Linked DNA regions of Sus scrofa: region 2 is linked to region 1. The links are chromatin contacts, called in public Hi-C maps. All regions are on one chromosome and are shown on one strand. The core of a region is the stretch at or near the end of the contact, and the rest is flanking DNA. Distances in the headings are between cores, read along the strand shown. Region 1 holds the start of ENAH (protein enabled homolog). Region 2 holds the start of EPHX1 (epoxide hydrolase 1).

The links. A called contact is a pair of places that touch in the nucleus more often than the background predicts.
Region 2: a Hi-C map of liver shows a contact between it and region 1, with 2.2 times the contacts expected there. The contact joins the promoter of EPHX1 here to the promoter of ENAH in region 1. A contact is called at or near these places in 3 of 47 Hi-C or Micro-C datasets (embryonic fibroblasts, heart right ventricle and liver).

What each region holds. Positions count from the first base shown.
Region 1 is chr10:13,606,996-13,613,341 of Sscrofa11.1, forward strand. ENAH (protein enabled homolog) reads right to left here and starts at 2,352. Exons shown (of 13, transcript XM_021064410.1): 1 at 1,876-2,352. The coding sequence starts at 1,880.
Region 2 is chr10:13,755,237-13,762,155 of Sscrofa11.1, forward strand. EPHX1 (epoxide hydrolase 1) reads left to right here and starts at 2,253. Exons shown (of 10, transcript NM_214355.1): 1 at 2,253-2,444; 2 at 4,960-5,140. The coding sequence starts at 2,262.

The sequences.
Region 1 (6,346 bases), core at 1,102-3,601:
TGTGTTCACAACTTCTGAACATTCTGATGATTTTATTCTAAAATATCCTACTTCCATTGTTTCGTATTTCTCAATGTTGAGAAAAACATACCCAAAGTGTGGAAAAATTTGATAAATTCTGGTCTGGGAGACCCCATAAGCTTTACATCTTTAAAGCAGAAATCAATAACATATAGTATTATGAGATTATTAACATTATGTATGTTTTATCATTTATTTCCTGAGTTTTCAAGGACATCAGTAACTCGATTTTTTAAAAAATGCTTAAAAAAATGCTTAAATGCATGGCTCAAGTTTTTTTAAGCCATATTTTACAAAGATTATGATATTTGGTTTATATCGCATAATTACATTTTAAACCGATCCATTATATTTGAAAATAACTTGCATGTGAAATCACTAAGGAAAAGGGATCCCTTACAAACATAACATTAAAAAACAATTTTTAAACCCTTCAAATAAAGGTCTGTAACTTGGAATCAGAGAAATACATGGTTCAAATCCACCGTAAGCTGGAGTGAAAACTCAACACAGCTATATCACAAAATACATATGCAAAAACAAAATGGGAAAGTAAAGTGTTCAACCTTGACAGAAAAAAAAAAAAAGTTTAAAATGGAAATTACTTAAAATGAGAAAATTCCAATGACTTGACATTTTCTTGCCAAAGCGAAGGAATGTGTAGATTGTATCTTTCAAATCTCATTGTATTACTTTATAAAGGTCTTGGCAACGGTTAGCCATTAATCTTTTAACACAAAGGAGATTCAAATCCAAATGAACTGTAAGATTATCTCTTCCAGAAGACAGAAATGGAGTAATGTACTTTATCCCCAATTGTTTAACCTAAAAGGAAGGCCTTAAGGATGATAACGCAGAATGGATCAGCCTTCAGTCTACCAAGACTCATTTCTCACGAAGTCTTGCACCAATCCAAAAAGAGGTGGTTATGGACACAAAACGGGCTTAGGAAAGGCTGAAAAAAATCTCCAATGAATGACACACCACATCATGGTTTATTCTCTTACACAATTGGAGAAACAACAACGAAAAATATCACACCATATGTTTCACCGTATCGGTTAAAAAAAATATTTTACGACGGTACATTCAATTCTTTGGGGCTGAAAAAATCATCTAGCTTCTGTTCTATTGATTACAGAGGGACAGGAAAAAGCAGCTGCTGCAATGCAACACAGGCTGCTACAGAGGAAGGAGAGAAAAGCGTTTTCCAAACAAATCCCTCCCCCGCCCCCGTTTACACACCCCGGACAACTTATCCCAGCCGTTTACTGCGTCCCCCCAAAGAGAAGCCTAATAAATTCGTTCCCTTCCCCCACTATCGGAAAATTTCACCTTTCGGAGCTCCTCCACCTAGGGCTACCAGAGGACTTTATTCCCCGCAGAAATTTCAGATCTTTCAAACTTTTCTCCCTTTTTTAATTAAACACGAGAGTTCTGTAATAAAACTGCGCGAAATTTTTACATCTAGACGGAAAAATACCTGTTTCCCAGCAACATACACGCTTCGATTCTCGAACCCCTCCCCATCTCCCAGGTTTGGCTGGCCACGGCGGGGGGCGGGGGAGAGCCAGGAGCAAATTAAATTTACGAAGGGGAATCCTGGGCGAAAGAGGAGCATTTGAGGAAAAATGGGAGGACGTCGAAACGAGGACCCCCCCTCCAAGAAGAGCGGTTGGGGAGGATTACAAGAAAGAAAGAGAAATGAGAAGGGACAAAGGGGGAGGGGGAGAAAGAGAGCGGAGACCCGGGGAGACGCGCCGGGCCGGGAGACGGAAGGCGGGGTCCCGGGAGAGCGGGGTCGCGGCTCCGCGGCACAATGGCCCGCCGGCCCCCGCCCCGCGCGCCCCTCACCTCATGGTGCCGGCCGCGCCGAGGCTTCCCCAGCAGCCGGGAGTCGCGGGAGGCGCCGAGCCGAAGGGGGTCTCTCCTCCAGGGGCGGAGACGCAGCTCGGGGCCGGGAGACAAGTGTCCACCTCCTCCTCCTCCGGGCGCCCGCGGGGCTACACCATCTCCTCGCACAAAGCCGCGGCGCCGGCCGGGAGTGGGAGAGAAGAGGGCGAAAGAAAAGCTGGGGAGGGGGCGGAGAGGCCGAGGCGCCGAGCGGGTCCCGCGGCCGCCGCAGCCCCCCACCTCCTCCTTCTCCTCCTCCTCCTCCCCCGGGAGCTTCCTCGGCCGCCCTCGGAGGGGTGCCTGCCGAGGCTGCGCGCCCGGCCGCCGCTCCACAGGCCCGCGCCCGCCGCGCCCGCCGCCGCCGAGGCCGTGTGCAACCGGCAGCTGCGGCAGCCCGGGAGGAGAGTCTGGATCGCCGCGAGGAACCCGGGAGGAGGCGGGGCGCGCGGCGGAGGAACACGCAGGCGCCGCCCTCCTCCCCTCCTTCCCCCGGGGGCGAGGGGGCGGTGCGGGGCGGGGGGAGGCGGGGGGCCGGGCGCCGCCCCCACACCCCCTGCCGGCCCGGGCCCCCGCCGGACTGCGGAGAGCGGGGAGGGGCGGGAGCGGGCTCGGCGACGGCGGGTTAGCAAAGGCTCTTTGTTGCTTTGCCACCCCGCCCCCTCCAGCCCCCTGGGATCGGGACTGCCCACCCCCTAACCCGCTGTCGGCGGGGTTCCTCGCCCCGGGCTGTCCTTGGCCGTGGGTCCCCCGCCCCGCGCTGGCCTCCCACTCCCCTGAGGCTGGGGGAGCTCCCGGGTCTCCCCCACGCCGGCGTGCGGAGATTGGGGCGCCGGGACCTCCCGGCGCGGAGAACCAGGAGGCGGCGACCGGAATGCGTGACTGGGCACAGGGCCGGGCCGGGGGACTCCGGATCTGCCGGCGGCCGGGTGCCCTCGCGCGGGACTTGTCCTCAGCTCGCCCTGTTGCTATCTCAGGATCGGGACCTGCCAGTCGCTGGGCATCCCGACCAGCCCTGCGGCCCGCCCCCGCCGCGCGCTGCTCCCGGCGATTCCTCCAGGGTTGGGGGGAGGGGGGACGTTTAAATGGAAAATATGGTCATCATTGTTCGCTTCGCTCCTTTGCTTCCCGAGGAATCCCAGTGTGCTGTGCCGATTTAACGAGCTGATATGCACACACTATGTATAGGGATGACTTCATCCCCGAAAGAACGCAGCCAACTCGCGGGGAAACGCAGTCGCCGGGAGACGCGCGCGGCATCGTGAACAGCCGCAAGAGTGAAGATGAGAAACGCAGCGGGTGAAACCGCTTTCTATCGTCATTAGCAAAGAGGGAATTCCGGCCCGGGAGTGGGGGCGGGGAGGGTTGTGAACTAACGATAGTTTTAAATTTCCCATCATTCGTTTGGTCTTGAAATCACCTCCTTTAAAAGGTAAACGTAAAATGCTGGCGAAGCAAACTCAAAGTCAATGGCGAGGCTGGGGGTTGTCATCCAGAAAGCCAGAATTTATAGTTTGGGGAGTTTGTAGCTATACAAAAGCAAATCCAAAAATCAGATGAAAATTTAAACTGGACAAATTGTAGGCCTCTTGTAGTCCTGAGAAGGGGTGTGTATTTTTTTAAGATAACCAGTGTGGAAAAGATCCGTTTCAGCTGAGTTCCCCTGACTGAAGGATCTAATCTAAAATGGAGGACCTGCCATGACTCCATGAATCGATGCAAAAGTTTTGGTGTTTTATTTTAAGATAGAGGTACAATTCAAATTATAGTTTTGACAGTTGAGATCATTTACACTTCCAAAAGAAAAGTGAACAAGTTATATAGTCATACTTGGTCAATGCCTTGCTTGTGTGTAATAGAACTATGTGGCCCAGTTTTAACTATAAAAAGCTTCCCAGTTTCAGACTCAATACTGAGTTATTTTTTTCTTTTTGGAACCTGCAGCCTCAAACCAACAGCCCTGTAGACTCAGTGACCTGGAGCTATGGCAGGGGACCAAGGGAGGCCTCAGGTAGCAAAAAAGCAGAGTGCCTCTGCTTACACATGGTGTGCTTGAAGAATGCTAATTTCCACCCACATGTCTAATTACAGCTCACCATCACAGAATTTTTTTATTCCAGGATCTCTGGAGCTAAAACACCCTTGCCAGTCAAATATCCTTGTTGCCATATTGCAAGACAGGGAAATATAGAGCCCAAGGATTGGATGAGTTCACACAATAGGCACAGTTAAAAACCATAGCTGCTGTGAGGTTCATTGTCTTATCATAAGTACTCACTGTCATTTCTGTAATTAAAACACATGCACCTCTGATATGATTCTCCAAATTAACCAAGGAACATTTGCTGTGGAGGCTGTTTTCTTGGAAAAGCAATCGGAAGACATATTGAACCATCTTGGAAAAGTTTTCATAAGACATGTTCAACCACAAAGAATTCACACCAATTTGCCTTTGTCCATTCATAGCAATACAGTAAATCCAGCAGAGCTTATGTTTCAGGGGAAACTCTTAAGAAGAGCCAAAAGGGGTGGAGATTTTGCTGTAATGACTCAAACTATCTCCTGCCAGAGACAAGAGGCAAGTATAAAAATGCCTTACAGATGACTCCATAACCTACTTCTCATTTGTGAAAGTTAATCCATCCTGTACTAAATAAGTGATATATCACATCATCTTTATCCTTACAGCAAATGTTCCAACGGTATGGGCACCAAATTAAGCAATCCAAGTGGAAAATGCTGTTCTTATTTTCTATGTTTATTAAAAATGTACCAGCCAAGAATTTTGGCTGCCTACAACCATTTCCATCCTTTTGAATGGCAGCCTGCCAGCTCACAAGTTGGTCATACCATTCCCTTTGGATTTAGATATTGCAATGGGTGGCCTGACCTCCAAAGGTCATTCACTGGAAGGGCAATCTGTTCGCCATGACAAAATGTTATTGCTTCTTGTTCATATTTGGTTTAACAACAAAAGAGAGCCAAAAAGAAACTTGAGCTAGGAAATCAAGGACTAATTCTGGTCACAAAGGAAACTTTGTGGAATGTGTTACCATATAGAATAAAAGAATTTTAGAAATGGAAGGAATCTTAAGTCCAACCCACTCATTTTTCAAAAAAGGAAAGCGAGGCCCAGAGAGGTTAAGTAAATTGCCCACAGTCACGCAATCCCTTCGTGGTGGAGCTGGAATTTAAACCCAGGATTTTTTTTTTTTTTTTTTTTTTTTCCCATTTCTTGGGCCGCTCCCGCAGCATATGGAGGTTCCCAGGCTAGGGGTCTAATCCGAGCTGTTGCTGCCAGCCTACACCACAGCCACAGCAACACGGGATCCGAGCCTCATCTGCAACCTACACCACAGCTCACAACAACACTGGATCCTTAACCCACTGAGCAAGGCCAGGGATTGCACCCGCAACCTCATGGTTCCTAGTCGGATTCGTTAACCACTGAGCCACAATGGGAACTCCCAAACCCAGGATTTCTAATTATCAGTCCATCACGCCTTCCACCACATTGCACTACCTTCCTATGGCATAAGGCAGTAAAAATTAAAGCTGATTATCTTCTGACAAACCCTGCTTAAAAATTAGCTGAGATTGTGTTGGTTTGGCTGAATGGCGAAAATTATTTGAATTTGTCTCTTACAAACGTTGTCCAGCCCAGGGCATGGCCTTCAGGTGGGCATCTGGATGTATGGAAGTAAATGAATGAAGGAAGGACCGTCCTAATCAAAGACAAAGAGGCTGTGGGGGCGGGGGGCAGGGATGGACTGGGGGTGTGGGATTGGCATGTGCACACTGAGGTATATGGAATGATTAGCCAATGGGCACCTGCTATAGAGCACAGATGACTCTACTCAGTATAATGTGATCATCTCTGGGGAAAGAATCAGAGAGAATGGATATGTGTATGTGTAGGCCTGGGTCATTTTGTTGTACAGCAGAAATATCACAACCTTGTAAGTTAACTATAGTTCAATAAAACTTAAAGATGAAGAGGCCAAAAAAGGGAGGGGGAGTTCCCTGGTGGTTCAGTAGGTTAAGGACCTGACATTGCCACTGCTGTGGCTTAGGTTCGGTCCCACCTGGGAACTTGTGCATACCACAGACATCATCAAAAAAGAGAAAAGTGGGAGTTCCCGTCGTGGCGCAGTGGTTAACGAATCCAATTGAATCCAATTAGGAACCATGAGGTTGCGGGTGCGATCCCTGCCCTTGCTCAGTGGGTTAAGGATCTGGCGTTGCCGTGAGCTGTGGTGTAGGTTGCAGACGTGGCTCGGATCCCGTGTTGCTGTGCCTCTGGCGTAGGCTGGTGGCTACAGCTCCGATTTGACCCCTAGTCTGGGAACCTCCATATGCTGCGGGAGCGGTCCTAGAAGAGGCATAAAAAAGACCAAAAATAAATAAATAAAGGCTGTGGTTTTAAAAAAGAAAA
Region 2 (6,919 bases), core at 1,003-3,502, 150 kb after region 1:
CCTAGCCTCGTCTGTGACTTACACCACAGGTCACGGCAATGTCGGGTCAGTCACCCGCTGAGTGAGACCAGGGATCGAACCCAAAACCTGATGGGTCCTAGTCAGATTTGTTTCCGCTGTGCCACGATGGGAACTCCACGTCCTGCAACATTTGCTTTACCTGTTTCCATCACATATGCTGCTTGCACAAATATTGGCAAAGTGCTTGTCTGCACTCAGCATTATGCTGGGCCTAGAGTCAGAGCAGGGATCAGGGGAGACACAGTCCTTGCCTTCCAGCTCCAGGAGCTCTGTTGTGGTGTGACCTGCCCGCCAGCTGAACTGGGGGCAGCTCTGCTCTCTGCTTTCTGCCTTTCCCCACATGCTCCCCGTGCCCCACCATCCGTAAGCCTAGCCCTGCCATCAGATACCACAGAGGCTAGCAGCTGGCTCCTCTCCATCTTCTCAAAGGGTAGAATTTCCTGGCAAGGACAGAGCGTCTCTCTGTGGGAAGAGGGAAAAGCCTGGGCATGTTTTCTTTTCTTGGCAGGAGCAAACCCCAGGGCCTGGGCCAGCCCCCAGCAGGCAGAGGATAGGGGGCCCACTAGGGTAGGTTTCCTAGCAGCGCCGTCCTCCTGCCCCAGGTTTCCAGGGGGGAGTCGGGGTAGGCTTGGGAAGTGGCTCTGAATTCCATGCTTTCTCCTCTGGTTGGGTTCTGACTAAGCTGCATCAGCGGACCTTCTGGAGTTCCCATGGTGGCTTAGCAGGTTACAAATCCAACCAGTATCCATGAGGACATGGGTTCGATCCCTGGCCTCCCCCAGTGGGTTAAGGATCTGGCGTGGCCATGAGCTGTGGTGTAGGTTGCAGACTTGGCTCAGATTCTGTATTGCTGTGGCTATGGCATAGGCCAGCAGGTGCAACTCCAATTTGACTCCTAGCCTGGAAACTTCCATAGGGCCCAGGTGCTGCCCTAAAAAGCGCGCGTGCACGCACACACACACACAAAATCAGCAGACCTTCTGCTGACTCTGGCCCTAGGACGGTGCCCATATTCACACATGTTTCTCTGTTTCGTTTTTTTGTTTGTTTTGCTTTTTAGGGCCACACCTGCAGCATATGGAAGTTCCCAGGAAAGGGGTCAAACTGGAGCTGCAGCTGCCGGCCTACACCGCAGCCACCACAATGCCAGATCTGAGCCTCATCTGCGACCTACACTGAAGCTCATGGCAACACCGGATCTTTAACCCTCTGAGCAGGGCCAGGGATTGAACCTGCATCCTCATGGATACTAGTCAGTTCGTTACCACGGAGCCACCCCAGGAACTCCACACACACGCATGTTTCTCTGGATATGAACCTTCAGGGAGTGACTTGCCCGGAAATAAGCAAGATGAGCTGGGTTAATGCCAGGGTCTCCTGGTGTTGATTTGCAGAGACTAAGGTCTTCTTTCTTCCCCTTCTGCGAAAAAAGCAGGGGAGTCCGACAAATGGGGATTAAAGCAGCTGAGTTTATGTGAAGTGTCATAGGCAGGTCTATATAGAGACAGAAGCTCGATTCCTGGTGGCTTAGGGCCTGGAGTGATGCGGGGGACAAGCGGGGATGATAGCTGAAGGGTCCTACGTGTGGTGATGAAAATGTTCTAAAATTGTGGTTAGGGTTGCCTGTCTCTGTAAAGGTCCTGAAATCACCAGGTTCTAGACCTTAAATGGATGAGTTATATAGTATAGAAATTCAATCTCTGTGAAGCTGTTGACAACCAGCTGAGATGTGTGGCCATGTTTGGGCTCCTGAGCATCCCCCGACCCTGAATGAACCTAACCTCCCAGCTCCTGAGGCCTCCCCCTACCCCCTGGTCCCTTAGGCACAGGCTGAGGACCGGGCTCCCTCTGCTCCTGAGCGCGACCCTCAGAGCGGGCCCTGCCCCTCCCGTGGGGGAGGGCGTCTCGAGGGGGGAGAGAAGCTTCTCAGAAGCATCGGGAGCAAAAGGCCCCTCAGAACCGTGAGGCCTCCAATGGGCAGCCCCACCACCCAGGGCTGTGCAGACGCCAACCCAGCTTCATAGCTTCCAGATGCGATGAATGAATCGCTTAGATCAAGTAGGCTTATGGGTGATTTTTGCCTCTTTCTGTTGTTTTCCAATTTTTTCCCCCACATTTTGCTTCTCTTCTTTATTTCAGTCAAAAGTACATCAAAGTGAGGGCTGGGCGGCAGGTGGTCAGGGGTCGAGGGCTGTCTGTGGACGCTGTTCCTGATGGATTCTGTCCCCCTGGCAGGAGTCATGTGGCTGGAAATACTCCTCGCCTCTGTGCTGGGCTTTGTCATCTACTGGTTCGTCTCCAAGGACAAGGAGGAGACCTTGCTCCTTGGAGATGGCTGGTGGGGGCCCGGATCAAGGCCCGCGGCTGCGGAGGACGAGAGCATCCGGCCATTCAAGGTGGAGACGTCAGACGAGGAGATCAACGTAAGGCACCTCTTTCCAGGCCTCGGAGCGGAGGGGAGAGTGGGGAGCCCCTGCCCGGGGTTTCTCTGAGTCAGGGTGGCGGGGCAGGTCGGGCCTCAAGCTGGGGCTGGGACCTGGAGCGGCGGGGAAAGTGGCCTCTCTCGGGGGTGTTTTCTGCTCTGCCTTCCCCATCCCTCCTGCTCTCCCTCCTCTGTCTCCGCCTCCCCTGCTGAAGGCCCAGCAGCCCTGGGCAGGAGAGGGGGTGCCAGCTGGGCCCAGTTACACGTGTCAAGGGTCACAGAAAGCAGCTGTAGTTTTTTTTTTTTACGGGCTGCACCTGTAGCATATGGAGTTTCCCAGGCGAAGGGTCGAATCGGAGCCACAGCTGGCAGCCTATACCACAACTCATAGCAACACGGGATCCGAGCCACATCTGCGATCTACACCACAGCTCACAGTGATGCTGGATCCCTAAGCAAGGCCAGGGATCAAAACCCACATCCTCATGGATACTAGTCAGGTTCCTTAACTGCTGAGCCACAACGGAAACTCCAGAAAGCAGCTGTGTCTCTGTGCCCCACCTGAAACCTTGAGCCTGAGCTTGGAGGAGGAGGAGACGGTCTCCTCGGGGCCTGGGCGGGGACCCTGAGTGAGAGGCCAGGCCATGTTGACAAAATGCTGCAGCACAGGGAACTCTGTCTCAGGGCCAGCCTTGACCAGGCACCTGCTGTGTGTCGCCCTCTTGTGGTCACACGCAGCCCTGGCCATCATACGGAAGTGGAAGCTCAGAGAGGCAAAGCAGTTGACCCAAGGTGAACCGAGTCGATCCGCAGGAGGACTTGGACTCAGCTCTAACGCCAAAGCCTGTGCCCCGTCCCCGGCTCAGGGCTGGAATCAGGAGGGACGGCTGTGGCCGGCAGGGGTGGGGGATGGATCTAAGAGCAGAGCCAGGAAGGTGAGTGGGATCTGGGCCTTCCCTTCCCAAACTTTCTTTCATTCTGTGGGTATCGGAGCACCTACTGTGTGCAGGCCCGGTGCTGGGTGCTTAGAAGGAGAGAGATCCTTGTCTCAAAGAGAACCTAGTCCAGGAGTTGAGAAGAAGAATGTAGACAGAGGAAAGGTAACGATGAATAGAGGTAAATGCCGTAAGAAGGGCTGATAAAAAGGCACAAAAGGAGTTCCCGCTGTGGGGCAGCAGGTTAAGGATCTGGCATTGCCTCTTGAGGCAGTGAGGGTTCAACCCCCGGTCTGGCACAGTGGGTTAAAGATCCTGCATCACCGTGACTTTGGTATAGGTCACAGCTGTGGCTCAGATTCAGTCCCTGGCCTGGGAACGTCCATATGCCATGGGTGTGGCCAAAAAAGAGAAAAAAGCCACAAGAGCTCTTGAGGAAGGGATTAAGGAGCAGAGACTGGGTTGTCCCCGAGAGAAACCAGACGGGGCCCGCTCAGTAGGACGTGATAAGCTGTCACGATTAAGGACAGAGGCTGAGCCCCGAGGACATCTCCATCAGTGGCTTTCTGGACTCAGCATCTGACATTCCTAAAACCTGTGTGGAGATGACTGCAGTGTTTTGGGGGACACTCTGGGAAGTTTACACTTGACAGCCTCTGAGGATGGACTTAAACTTCCCCAGCTGGGGCTGGTCTTTCAGCCTGATGGGCATCATCTGCCTGTAAGACTTGCACCTTCTCTCCTGGTCTGTAATTGTCATCCCAACTGAGTTATCCTGTTATCATTCAGGGCTGTATATCAGAGGTGGCAAATCCACCCTGCCACCTGTTTTTGTCCAGCTCCCCTGCTTAGAATAGTTTTTACGTCATTAAATGGTTGGGGAAAATCAAAAGAAAACTTGGTAACATGTGAGAATGACATGGCATTCAAATTTCAGTGTCCATAAATAAAATTTTGTTGGAACACAGCCATGCCATTGATCCATGTACTGCCTACCTGGATGGAGTGGAGTAGCCACAGCTCCAAAAGCCTAAGAGGAGTTCCCACTGTGGCTCAGCAGATGGTGAACCCAGCCTGTATCCAGGAGGCTGCAGGTTCAATCCCTGGCCTCGCTCACTGGGTTAAGGATCTGGCGTGGCTGTGGCGTAGGCTGGTGGCTGCAGCTCTGATACGACCCTTAGCCTGGGAACTTCCATATGCCACAGGTTTGGCCCTAAAAAAGCATTTTTTAAAAAAGTTTACCAATGCTTGCCGTATAAAGCCTTGGTAAATTCAACATGCATTGCTCATCATTTAAAAGCTGAAAAATGAGACATGAACCTGAAGTGGAGAGGGAAGAGCAGATATTTTGGGAATAGCCACTCTTGAGGGAAACGGGGACGTTTCTTCTGGTATCAACCTGAGAAGCCAGAGTGCAGGTCTGCCAACCAGGGACCCCGCCCCCTGTGCGATGCCCCGTGGCTTCACCTCTAAGGTAGCACAGGCTCTCGTGGTGGCAGGGTTTGTTCTGTCTTCTGGAAACAAACTTTCTCTGTGCTCTGCCCCCATCCTTCTCCTCGGGGTCCCCCCATTTTGCTCCAGGACTTACACCAGAGGATCGAGAAGTTTCGCTTAACCCCGCCTTTGGAGGACAGCCGCTTCCACTACGGGTTCAACTCCAACTATCTGAAGAAAATCATCTCCTACTGGCGGAACACATTCGACTGGAGGAAGCAGGTGGAGGTTCTCAACAAGTACCCTCACTTCAAGACCAAGATTGAAGGTATGTTTCCAAAACACCAGCCGGAGGGGGGCGTATATCACAGCAACGGCCTTCTTAGATACCGATTGTGACTTAGAGAAGGCTGAGAGACCCAGAATCCAGTGATCGGTCACTGAGATATATTTGAAAGGTAGAACCATAAGCAATGAGATCCTGCTGTACAGCACAGGGAACTATATCAGTCACTTATGATGGAGCATGACAGAGGATAGTGTGAGAACAGAATGTATATATGTATGTGTGACTGGGTCACCTTGCTGTACAGTAGAAAATTGACAGAACACTGTAAACCAGCTATAATGGAAACAAGAAAAATCATTAAAAAAAAAAGATCTGTGAAGGATTAATAAATTTATGCTGTAAAAAAATAAAAGGAGTTTCCGTCGTGGTGCAGCTGAAACGAATTCAACTGGGAACCATGAGGTTGTGGGTTCGATCCCTCGCCTCGCTCAGTGGGTTAAGGATCCGGCATTGCCTCGAGCTGTGGTGTAGGTTGCAGACGCAGCTTGGATCTGGCGTGGCTATGGCTGTGGTGTAGGCTGGCAGCTGCAGCTCCGATTCGACCCCTTGCCTGGGAAATCTCCATATGCCACAGGTGCGGCCCTATAAAGGCAAAAGACCAAAAAATAAATAAATTAAAAATAAATAAATAAATGGAAAAAAGAAAGGTAGAACCTCACCAGGATGCAATCGTAATGCAAAAATCCCAGCAAACCCATTGGACTTTAGAGCTAATACAGGAAAACATAGAAATAAAAGACCAAAGAAATGCACAATCCAGGGAGTTCCCGCTGTGGCACAGCAGGATTGGCAGCCTCTTGGGAGTGCTGGGAGGCAGGTTCCATCCCCGGCCCAGCCCACCAGGTTAGGGCTCCAGCAGTACCCCAGCTTCAGCTTAGGTTGCAGCTGTGGCTCAAATGTAATCTGATCCCTGGCCCTGGAACTATGTATGCTTCAGGGCGGCCAAAAAAGAAAAAAAAATATATTGAAATGCACAATCTAGTCCAGCTTTGGAAGAATCTCAGAGAGGATGCAGATAAAACAGACATCTGGGTGTGGCCTCAGTCAACTCAGCCTCTCCTTGAGAGTTTGGAGTCCAGGATATTGTGACTGTGCAAGGGTGCTCAGCCTGTCAGTCAAGGTCCTATGAAAAATTATCCTGTCTCGGCAGCATAGACCTCCTGTCCCAGCAGCGTCACAAGTCCTCACACAACTTGATGTGCAAGGGCAGGGGTCACTCAGATGTTCTTAGGAAGCTCATCGAAGATCATTTGGGGTGAGATAATAGTTTCCTTTGTGGAAAAGCATTTTAATTTTTTGCCCCAGATTTAGAATCAAATATAGGAATATTTAAGAAAATCAAAATCTTACTGTTAATTTTTACAAATTTTCTATTCATTTTTAATTATAGTAAAATACACATAGCGTAAGATTGACCATTTAGGAATTCCCATTGTAACTCGGCAGCTAAAGAGCCCAACAAGTGTCCGTGAGGTTGCAGGTTCAATCCTGGCCTCGCTCAGTGAGTTAAGGATCTGGTGTTGCTGCCAGCTGCAGCATAGGGCACAGATGTGTCTCAGATCTGGCGTGGCTGTGGCTGCGGCTGTGGTGGAGCCCGGCCGCTGTAGCTCGGATTCGACCCCTCGCCTGGGAACTTTCATGTGCTACAGGTGAAGCCCTAAAATACAGAAAAATTTAAAACTATAAGCCAGTTGTTGCTGAGCCCTGTAGAGGACTGATATCTTCTGCTACGAGGCTGACAAGAGGATCTAAACCACT